2 separate regions of the Rattus norvegicus genome follow, and region 1 is linked to region 2. Evidence: chromatin contacts called from public Hi-C data. All regions are on one chromosome and are shown on one strand. Each heading gives the region's core, a stretch centred on a gene start, on an enhancer-like site or on the middle of the called end of the contact. The rest is flanking DNA. Distances are from core to core; before and after follow the strand shown. Region 1 overlaps LOC134484040 (a long non-coding RNA gene). Region 2 holds the start of Elk1 (ETS transcription factor ELK1).

Region 1 (5,011 bases), core at 823-3,322, 130 kb before region 2:
TCAGAGTGGTTCTACTTCTCCAGCATCTCACTGCCAGGTCCTCTCTGGCCCCAGGCCAACCAGGCATGTGGGGTGGGGAGAAGGACGAGTTCATTCGGCAGCTTTGACAGACACAGACCTCAGACCAGCTGCAGCCAGAGCTGTGCATCAAGAGTACAGGAAATAGGGGTTGGGGATTTAGCTCAGTGGTAGAGCGCTTGCCTAGGAAGCGCAAGGCCCTGGGTTCAGTCCCCAGCTCCGAAAAAAAGAACCAAAAAAAAAAAAAAAAAGTACAGGAAATAGGCCACTCTTTCAGTCAAATAGGTCACCCTTTCAGTCAAAAGGACCAAGACAGAATGCTGCTCCACATTTGGATGAAAGATGCCAAGGCTTTCTCTCACATGGTGTTGTCTGCTGCAGTTTTCCTTCTGTACATCTTGGGGGAGAGGGTGGAGAGGGGGTGGAGGACTGTGCTAAAGCAGATTCCTTCCCTGATCCTGTGCTCTCACCCATATACAGTCAAGTGATCAAGTATAAGGGACTAGCTTAGGAAACTCCTGAAAGTGATTGGTGCTTATTTGGTTGAGGAGGAGGTGTTACACATGCACATGCATGTAATATTTACTCTCAGTGTAGCCCAGATTGTCCCTAGAAACTCATCCTCCTGAGTAGCTGGGACTACAGGTAGTACCACCATTCTTGCCACAGTGCCATTTTAGTGTCTATTTTTTTTTCACAATGCATTGGACGCCAAATTGTGCCTAGCACATATCAACTGGGTCTCTTTAAGTTCCTTTCATCCCACCAAAAGCTTTGCTGCACAGCTGCTCTGAAACCTCCTAGCAGGAAACACAGACTTCTCTGAGCACCATCCTCCAGGGGCAGAATACTTGGCAGTGAAAAGCTGCTTCGTTTGTCTGATGCGCGTGCGTGCGTGCGTGCGTGCGTGCGTGCGTGCGTGCGTGCGTGTGTGTGTGTGTGTGTGTGTGTGTGTGTGTGTGTAGTTTCTAGGAAGCTGTACAGTGGAGCCTAAATGTCTGTGCTTCTAGTGTCAGGTGTGAAGATTTGGTCTATTTATTAGACTGAGAAATTCTTAGCTTTTTTCAGCAGAGACATGTTAATAGGAGATCAGGAGGCCCAGGATTTTCAGATTTGGTGTGGGGGTTAAGAGGCTGGCATTGTTGGTCAAAAGATGGAATACCTGGGTAGAAGCAGAAAGGAAAGAGATGTGTCTCCCTGACAGCTGAGGTTTAATGGGGAACCCTCATGTCTTCCTCAAGCCCTGCCCCTATAACAACCAAGATGCAGTTTGCATCTCTTCATCTGTAAACAAAGGGAGGATCATGCTTCATTTGAATATGATTTATGGACACTCTACCAATTTCAAACGAAAAAGTACTTCCACATCTACAAAAGATTTTTTTTGTAGTTTGAAATTTATTTTTGTCTCCCCTTTTCATTATTATCTGATTTTTGAGACAGGGTCTCTATAGTCCAGGTCAGCCTAGAACTCACTACATAGTCTAGGCTGGTTAGGAATTTGTGATCGTCCTGCCTGTTACATGATTAGATTTAAATTATTTTTTTTGTGTTGCTACAATGTGTCAGTAATATTTTTGATGTTTTCCTAACACTTTAGAGAAACCGTCTACGGGTTTTCTTAATTTTTTAGTTCACACTTTTACATATGATATTTGAATTCAAATGTTTCCTCTTACAAATAATACAAGTACCTTTAAACATATACCTTTCAATTAACATCTATCATTTACCTACCTATATTAAGAGACCATGCGGACGGAAAAGAAGATGGAGAAGATACTAAGAGGTGGGAAATGAAACAGATGATTAGTCCACATAGCAAACTTAGATCCTTTTGGTGGCATTTAGGCAGGCAGACTGTTGCCACCACTGCAACACGAAGTAGGGAGGCAGCCCCTCCCTGGGACTGCGGACTGCGGACTGCGGACTGCGGACTGCGGACTGCGGACTGCGGACTGCGGACTGCGGACTGCGGACTGCGGACTACGTGGCGACGCCCATGCTGCTGCAGAGCTTGGCCTTGGCCTTAGGCGGTCTCTCGCGCCCCCTGCCGTTCATACTACAAGCCTCAGTTCCTGGTTTCCTCTCCCCGCCTCCTCCTCCATTTTGCTTCTCCTGGGCTTTCTCCTGGCAGTTCCCTCTTCTGCCTCCTCGAGCCCTCCCTCTTGTTAATTACAAGGTCATCTCCCGCGGGCACTTTTGCGGAACTAGATGGTGTCGCTTGGCCTAGAGAGAATGGGCAGACAGAAAAGCCCGGATTGGCTAGCCAGCAGGGCCTAGGATACAATCCCCTGAGGGTACTGCGGCAGTGGGAGTTAATTCTGATCTGTCGCCCGGAAACTTCAGGACTGAAACCTTTGGAATGAAGCAGCACCTTCTGCTTTCTGGCTCTTAAGAGGAGCTGCCAAAAACCAGAACGTTTTTGGGTTAGTGATTGTGGTGCTTGAAGGGTCAGGGATTCCATTCCCCTATCTTGCAGGCACAGGAATTGGGACATGAGGGAGGTCCAGAAGTCTCTGGGCTCAGGAATTTCCCGCTCCTAGTTTCATGTCCCCATAAATGCCTAAATGGCATCTCAAAATGGCAAGGCAACGTATTCAAGAGCCAGCAGAGGGGGTTGTTGATGCTAGGAATCAGCCTCCGCCACAAATCCTTTTCAACCAGATAATACGCCTCCTTATTCATCCATTTTGCGTCCCCTTTCCTTTTTTTCTCAAGCCCAGCCCTGTTTAGTTCTGGGTTTTACTCCGCACGCAAATACTCTCCCCCAGGTGCTGTGCAAATCCGGTAGGAAATCCCTCCAAGTGGGAAACAACATTCCATCTCATCTAAAATCATGCTTTGCCACGCCTCTGCATGCCTGTTTACTTGGACCAGACTATCTCTGCTGCCACCCTAGGGCCGAAGACTGTAGGACCCGACCCAAATCCCACAGGTTTCTGGGCAAGAGACATGAACCTCAGTAGACAAAAGTGAAGGTTGCTTCCAGAAAATATCAAGCTGCTGCTGTTCTATAGGGACCCTACAGATATAGACAGTAGGGCCAGTTCAACTATGCAGCTACTGGGAGAGAAGGGAATCTATTAATACTGAATATTCCAGCCAAGACACTGATTCACTGGAACATTTTGTCTCAGGACTTGGATACTTGATTGGAGCTCACAAAGACTTGATCCACACGTTTTTATTTTCCCATTTCTATCAACTGGGCTAGCTAGGTCATCTTCATTTATCTCACTACACAATCACACATGTTAATTTCCTCAGCCACTGAGATGCAAAGGGGTCTAAGAGCTTTGGGGAGGAATACAAGGCTTCATCACATTCAAGTCCAGTTAGGGACCACAGAAGGCTGGGGATAGGAAAGGGGGTGATACCTTTCTTGCACTTTATAAAGCGCCATGGCCAACACCCTATAACCCTATAGCCAAAGAGTAGTTAACACAAGGAAAGCACACACACGCGCGCACACACACACACACACACACACACACACACACTCGTTTACTTGATACAGTGTTACTGGGGAAATTGGGTCTCCTATTGGATTCTTAGTCTCCTTAATAAAAAGAATTTCAGCCAAGGTCTTACAGAGAAACCCTGTCTCCAAAACAAAACAAAATAAACAAACAAAACAAAAAACAACAAAAGGAATTTTAAAGCCAATGGAGGATGAAGCTCAAGGGCCATTTTAAAAGAGAAACAACAGAGCAGGTGAGCTGTAATCTTACTAGCTGCTGAGTGAAGGGAGAGTCAGGGTCCACGACAGGTGGAATGTTCAGTGACGAAAGTTGGCAGCAGCTGCATGGCAGATAAAGAAAGGAATTTCAGAAGAGCAAGTGAGAAAACCCAAGGTGTTAGGAAAACATGCTTAGACTTTGGTCCAGTAAACCCTCCACCCCTACCCCCCAAAAAAGAGAGGGGGGTGGAAGAAAAGGAAAAGTTATACTTCCCGTGTTAGGCAGACTTAGTAGTACATAGTGGAAGCTCTGTATGCAACTATATTAGAGGAGGGACTTCTGGGAAGCAGATTTGCATTACTTCATTAAGGGAATAATTGTTCCTCCCATCGCCTTAGCATGACCTCAGGTTAATCAGTTTTCTTGAAGTGTGGTCTCCTGGCCAGGTGACTGACAGACTCAGTTGGATTAACTCTTCAGGTTACTTCAGGTTAATAGTATGTAATGGTATAATCTTTGGAGCAAGTCAAAATATCCTATCTCTGGGTTCCAGGGTCAGAGGTAGAACTCAGATTGCACTCCTTTGACCAGGAGAAAATAACTTTCCCTGAATGAGCTTCAGCAAAACCCTGGCACCTCCATCTTTTCATATGGTATTTTAAATCCTAAGGAAGGGCAATTATGAAGCTTCCCTCTCTAGTTACCAAGGAAACAGAAAGTGTGAGCAAAGTAGATCATGAGGGAGGGGTCCATCCTCAGTAGACTCTAAGTCTAATTCTTGGAACACCCACTTATGTCAAGAATTGAGGCCCCTTGGCAGCTTTTAGGGACCTCTGCCATCAAGCCTAATATAGTAATCATGCAGACCAGGAAGATCATGACTGTCTGGTTCAGAGGAAACAACGAATGATCACTAAAGTCCATTTGGGAAGGTAACAGTGCCAAAGATAGAAAGTTAGGAAAAACCAGCTAAAATGTGCAAAACCACACCAGATGTCATCTTTCTATTTGGATTCAGAAACAATTTTGGTGGTGGCAAGACAACTTGGCCTGAGACTTTGGATTATGCGAACAAAAAAGAGCCAAAACACAGACTTATATGACATTACCTTTATGAGAGGGAAAAGACCTCAGGAAGATAGTGAAACGAATGTGAGAATGAAGAAGGTTGGGGGACAGCAAAGGCCAGTGTGGGTGCTGGCAAACAGCAGGAGGAATACAGATTTCATAGTGACATCATCAACTGTGAGGGTGCAAATTTCTAAATGAACAAATAAACTCAAAATTTCCAAGTGAAAAAAATAGGTCAA
Region 2 (4,998 bases), core at 929-3,428:
GCAAGGAGGAAAGAGATGTGAACTCTGCTGGGTATGCAAAATCAGATGGTCAAGGAGGGGTGGATGTTGATTACTTTGTTTCACACAAAAAACATCATTTGAAACATTTTTATATGTATCTTTTATGCACCATTATACATTATATCCCAAGCACCAGTGTGACAAATACTTGTTTTACTGAAATAACACTATTCAGATGCAAAGACATGTAAGCACTCTCTCAAACATCTTTTCTATTTACGCCTTTTCAAATCACCAACGTCACATTTCTGTTAACACATCCTTTCACACTCATTTTATTCTCAAATGGCATTCTTACAAATATCTTTAGTGTGCTCCCTGCACAGGGTAGTGAAAAAATTCCTTTGGGTTTTAGGACCTTGGAAGTTGCCACACAGAGATATGGGAGTAGAGTTAAGGGAGAAAGAAGAGCTAATGCAAAGGCCCTGAGGCCCGCCTGTACCTGCTATTTTTGAGAAGCAGTGAGGAGGTCAGCAATGCTGTAGCATGGGTCTGAAATGTGGAGATGAAGGAGGTAAGGAGAGTTGACTTGTTTAATTAACCCATATATTTTTTATCCAGACTGGAAAGGATATAGTTCTGACTCCCCCATTTTAGCCCAGTACAGGGAGAAAGTAGTTAAGCACTGCTGGGACTTGAGGTGATGGGTCCTGAGACCAGTGTAGAATGAGACAGCTCTGTTGGCAGAAAACACAGCAGAAACAAAAGCCTGGTAACTGGAACAAGTTTGGCTGTTAAGGAATGCACCCTCTTATGGGATGCAATGAGGTAAGAGAGGGGCATGTCAAAAGTGTTCTTCTACCTAAGTAGTTACTAGGCCATCTCTGAGTAAGGCTTTTAACCTTCATATGCCCTAGTTTTCTCAGTTACCTGTCTCACAGGGCTATGATGAGGAATAAGCAAGCTGGAGACTATAGAACACTCTGCCTGCTTACACAGTAAGTGTAAAGTATAAAGGTTAGATCCAATTGTCATTAACATTAGGACCACTACTGTACTTGAGTACTGTAGCAAAGTAAAATGTCTAGTGCTTAAGGGTGTCTATGAGGAGACATGGTATACATTAAAAGTCCCTGGGTTTCACAAGTACACAGGACCTCCTAAGAGATGGGGGACAGAGAAGATTGACCCAGTACATGGAGAGAAGGAGGGAAGTAAAAGTACAAAGCCTATCTTCTTTGGGGAGGGATTGCAAGCTCTGAACTCTGAAGGATATGAGAGAATGTAAACACTGGGGTGGCAGAAGGTTTCTGAACAGAACCATTACAGAAGTGAGATATGGTTTAAGCTGATTCCTTTACAACCACAGAGAAGAAAAGCCATCACATAATGACATAATGATTAATTAAAATGAAGGATAGGACAAGGCCATAGACTGGGCTGTTGAAAATATACAAAAATATATACAAAAATACAAAGCACCAAATTGACCCACTGTTAAAAGGAAGCAGTCCAAAGATCGGAGTCTACATATAAAGGAGGAAAAGTCAGGATGGTGATAGAGGGATATGAATGCAAGCATGCAAACTAATTCACGGTAAGATGGGGGCAGTAGGAGGAGGTGCACTGGGGAGACCCAAGGGGCAATAATATAAACTTGGGTGAACTCACTGTTGAACAAACATGGGGTGTCTGGAGTGGGTAGAGTGCCATATTTTGATTCACTACAATAAACATGAGGGGTTCACTAAACAAGGCTACAGAAGGCTCCCCTTAAATATGAGGCTAGGGGAAATGGAAACATTTTAGACACATCTACTACTAAAGGGGGACTGGACAATGCAACAGACTCGTTCCCAGTTAAGTGGGGGTTGGGGAGGGCAAGACCACAGACGAGTCCATTAAGTTGGGGTGGGGAAAATCATAAGCTCACAGACCGATCCATTATACAGACAGCAGGAGGTTAGTTCACGTTCAGATCCACTATAAAGGGCAAAAGGAGCAGGCAAGGACAATCAGTTGATGGTAGTGGAGCCAAACACCGGCAGGCCGGGCCAAGCCTTGCGTGGGGGAGAAGATACGTAGGGTCATGGTCAGGGGCCTCCACCTTGTGGGCCTGGGGCTCACCTGCGTGTGGCGCGGCGGTGGCAGCGGCAGCTCCGGGGGGCGGGGGCTCCATACGAGGCCCCACCGCCCCCCAGGCCCGGGTTCCAAGGCGGCGGCGGCGGCGGCGGCGGCGGCGGCTGAAGCAGCAACCAGAAGCCGCCCCTGCGTTTCCCCAGCGCTCACGTGGGCCCTCGTGGGAGGAGCCAAGCCTTCTGCTGCTCGTTGATTGGATAAAATGCCAAGACTCCAAGCGCAGCTTCAGGGCCTGGTGGCGGTGGTATTGGAATCCTAACAGAGCTATGACATGATAGGCTTAAAGGGGATTGATGGACTGCCGGGTAGCCGACTGAATCCGTAGGTGTTGGGCGGCGCTAGTGCTTCATGCCGATTGGGTCTAAGACTGGTTAGCCAAGTGCCAAGGTTGGGGCGGGGCCGAGGGAGGTCGCCCAGTTCACACCGATTGGCTTAAATGAGAATTGATGGCAGACAGACAGCCCCAGAGGATGGAGGGGTGGTTGGATGGGCTCTGTTTTCAGCTGATTGGTGGAAACTCCCAGACAGCGGCCAAAACATAAAAGTAGGTGGTGCTGCTCATCAAACGGTTCAGCGGAAACAGGACTTATTTAGAAAGGGGAATAGCAGCAGGGTAGGGCTATGTAGGCGGGTAGGGTAAAGCTATGGTAATTAGCTAGGCAAGACGAATTTAGAATCCAGCAGAGGGAGGAGGCAGGAGCGGCTGCCAGATATACAGAGGAGTTGAGAGGTGGAAATTAACTGTCTACAAGGGCAGAGGCAAGCTGCAGTCAGTTATACAGATGGAATTTGGTTCTTAGTTATCTAAGACTGGACTAAAACCTAGGCTGTAGGGGCTGTAGCAGGGAGGGCAGGATCTGTCTACGGGTGGAAACTAGAACTATTTAGAACTATTGGAACCACTATTTAGGGACCAAATTAAGGGTTGGGTGGTAATGATATTTAGGGTACCTGGATGACCACTGGATTGTGAAACCATAATAACCCTTAGGATATGAAGTAAAAAGCTGAGGGCCATGGAAACAAATCACTTTGAACTGGAACCTTAAAAATTTGTTTCAAGGGTCTCATGTAGCCCAGGATTGCCTTAAACTTAAAAATCCTTCTGCCTCTATCTTTTGAGTGACCTGGTCACAGGTGTGCCACACATCCAGCTTGTGTACACAGAACTGGGGACTGAATTTAAGGTTTCATGTGTGATATGCAAGCACTCTACCAATTGAATCTCATCTTCAGCTCACCAATCAGTCCATTCTTTATGGTAATACAAAGGGCACCAATACAAATATCTAGGAAAAGGAATTAAAGTGTGAGGAGCAGTGTCAAGGTTCGAAAGGTGACAAAAGAGGGTAAAGCATAAAGTCTGGAGGAAAATACAAGATGTTCTAAAGGCAAGAATGTTTTAGAGGTTCAACAGAAAGGATGGGTCTTCCAGTAATTTTGGTCTCTGGAGCACTTAGTCAATTAGTGAAAATTAGGGGAAAAAAGGGCTATGTGATTCCAAGGCATTCAGGCTGTTTAATATTGGAGGCTGGGAAGATGCAGTCAATGGGGAGATGGCTCTGGGAAATTCTGCAGGCCTTGTAGTTCTCTAAGTCCCTGTAAAAGAGGACAAAGTATACTGAACAGAGGCTGGGTCTAGGTCTTGTCCCAGGTTTGCTCTGATTTTCACTCCTTTGGTTTTTAATTTAGAAGGAAAGATGACCCCTCCCTTCTTTGGATTTCTCCTGTCTTCAGGTTATCACCCTAAATATATTTGAAGGGTCGAGTGGAGTGAGCTGCTCTCACCTCTAGCATCATGTGGATATTGGCCTTGATATTCATGGAGTCCTTGGTGAGGCTGTCGCTGAGCCTAGAAAAAAAAAGGAACAAGAAAGGGCAAAATGGGCCCCACTTAAGGCTGTGAGGATGACTCTTCCTCATCACTTCAAGAAACGCTTGTATCCTGGATGACCTGCCCTGATCCTATGCAGAGATGTCTGGCTACCTCTTGGAATTTCCCCATTTAAAGATCAAGGGTGATAGGGCCAACTTGATTTCAATATCCAGGATCCACATAGTGGAGGAGAGAACTGATTTTAAACCTTCACATGTACTCAGAAAAAAATGTAGTAACAATTGTTAAAAAATGATTATGGGAGGGGTTTGGGATTTAGCTCAGTGGTAGAGCGCTTGCCTAGCAAGCGCAAGGCCCTGGGTTCGGTCCTCAGCTCCAAAAAAAAAAAAAAAAAAGATTATGGGGATGAAGGAAGTGGGGGTATGGGTCTATGAATACGATCAAATTATGTGATATACTTGAAAGAAACTCTTTATGAAACCCATCACAATGACTATATGATGATAAGAAGGGAAGATTATTGAATGCCTTCTGTATGCCAGGCAACTTAAAATAGGGAAATAGCAGAAACAGCAGTAAATGAAACTAAATTCTTGGTTTCCTGGAGCTCCTTTAAAAAACTTTATTTTTAGTTTTTAATTATCTGTGTTATATGTGTGGGAAATATACCATGAATGTAGATTTCCACAGATGTTAGATGATATGAGATTCCTTGAGCTGTAGATACAGGTGGTTGTGAGCTACCTGACATGGGTGCTGGGAACCGAACTCAGTTACTCTGGACAGCAGTATGTACACTTAAGCACTAAGCCATTTACTAAGAGACAAAGTATACAAACACAATTATGATGTGTTAAGTATAAGGAAATAAATAGTATAAGGAACTAAATACTAAAGAAGAGGTAGAAAGAGGAGGCTTCAGTTTCGAAGATTGTTCAGGTTTGGCTTCACTGAGAGCTTTCCTTTTGAGACTATATAGTCCAGTCTGGTTTCCAATTCAAGATCCTCCTGCCCAGACTGCTGAGATTACAGATGTGTAACTCTCCCACCTAGTGGGGGTG

What was found. Hi-C and Micro-C count contacts between places; a contact is called where the count stands out from the background.
Region 1: a contact with region 2 is called in a Hi-C map of the Rat2 cell line, with 11 times the contacts expected there. The contact joins the enhancer-like site here to the promoter of Elk1 in region 2. A contact is called at or near these places in 6 of 12 Hi-C or Micro-C datasets (the A7r5 cell line, the Rat2 cell line, Schwann cells and 3 more).

What each region holds. Positions count from the first base shown.
Region 1 is chrX:3,817,317-3,822,327 of GRCr8, reverse strand. All of the region lies in intron 1 of LOC134484040 (a long non-coding RNA gene), which reads right to left. It also overlaps a transcript of Araf not described here and the pseudogene LOC134484039. Among named protein-coding and RNA genes, the nearest start is that of Araf, 27 kb to the right of the region's middle. Within about 2 kb of position 2,072, at least 36 of the 93 cell types and tissues checked have an H3K27ac peak or open chromatin away from gene starts, as enhancers often do.
Region 2 is chrX:3,690,545-3,695,542 of GRCr8, reverse strand. Elk1 (ETS transcription factor ELK1) reads right to left here and starts at 2,178. Exons shown (of 7, transcript NM_001108059.3): 1 at 2,089-2,178. Uxt (ubiquitously-expressed, prefoldin-like chaperone) reads right to left here. Exons shown (of 6, transcript NM_001006982.1): 5 at 3,889-3,952; 6 at 3,599-3,699. The coding sequence ends at 3,646.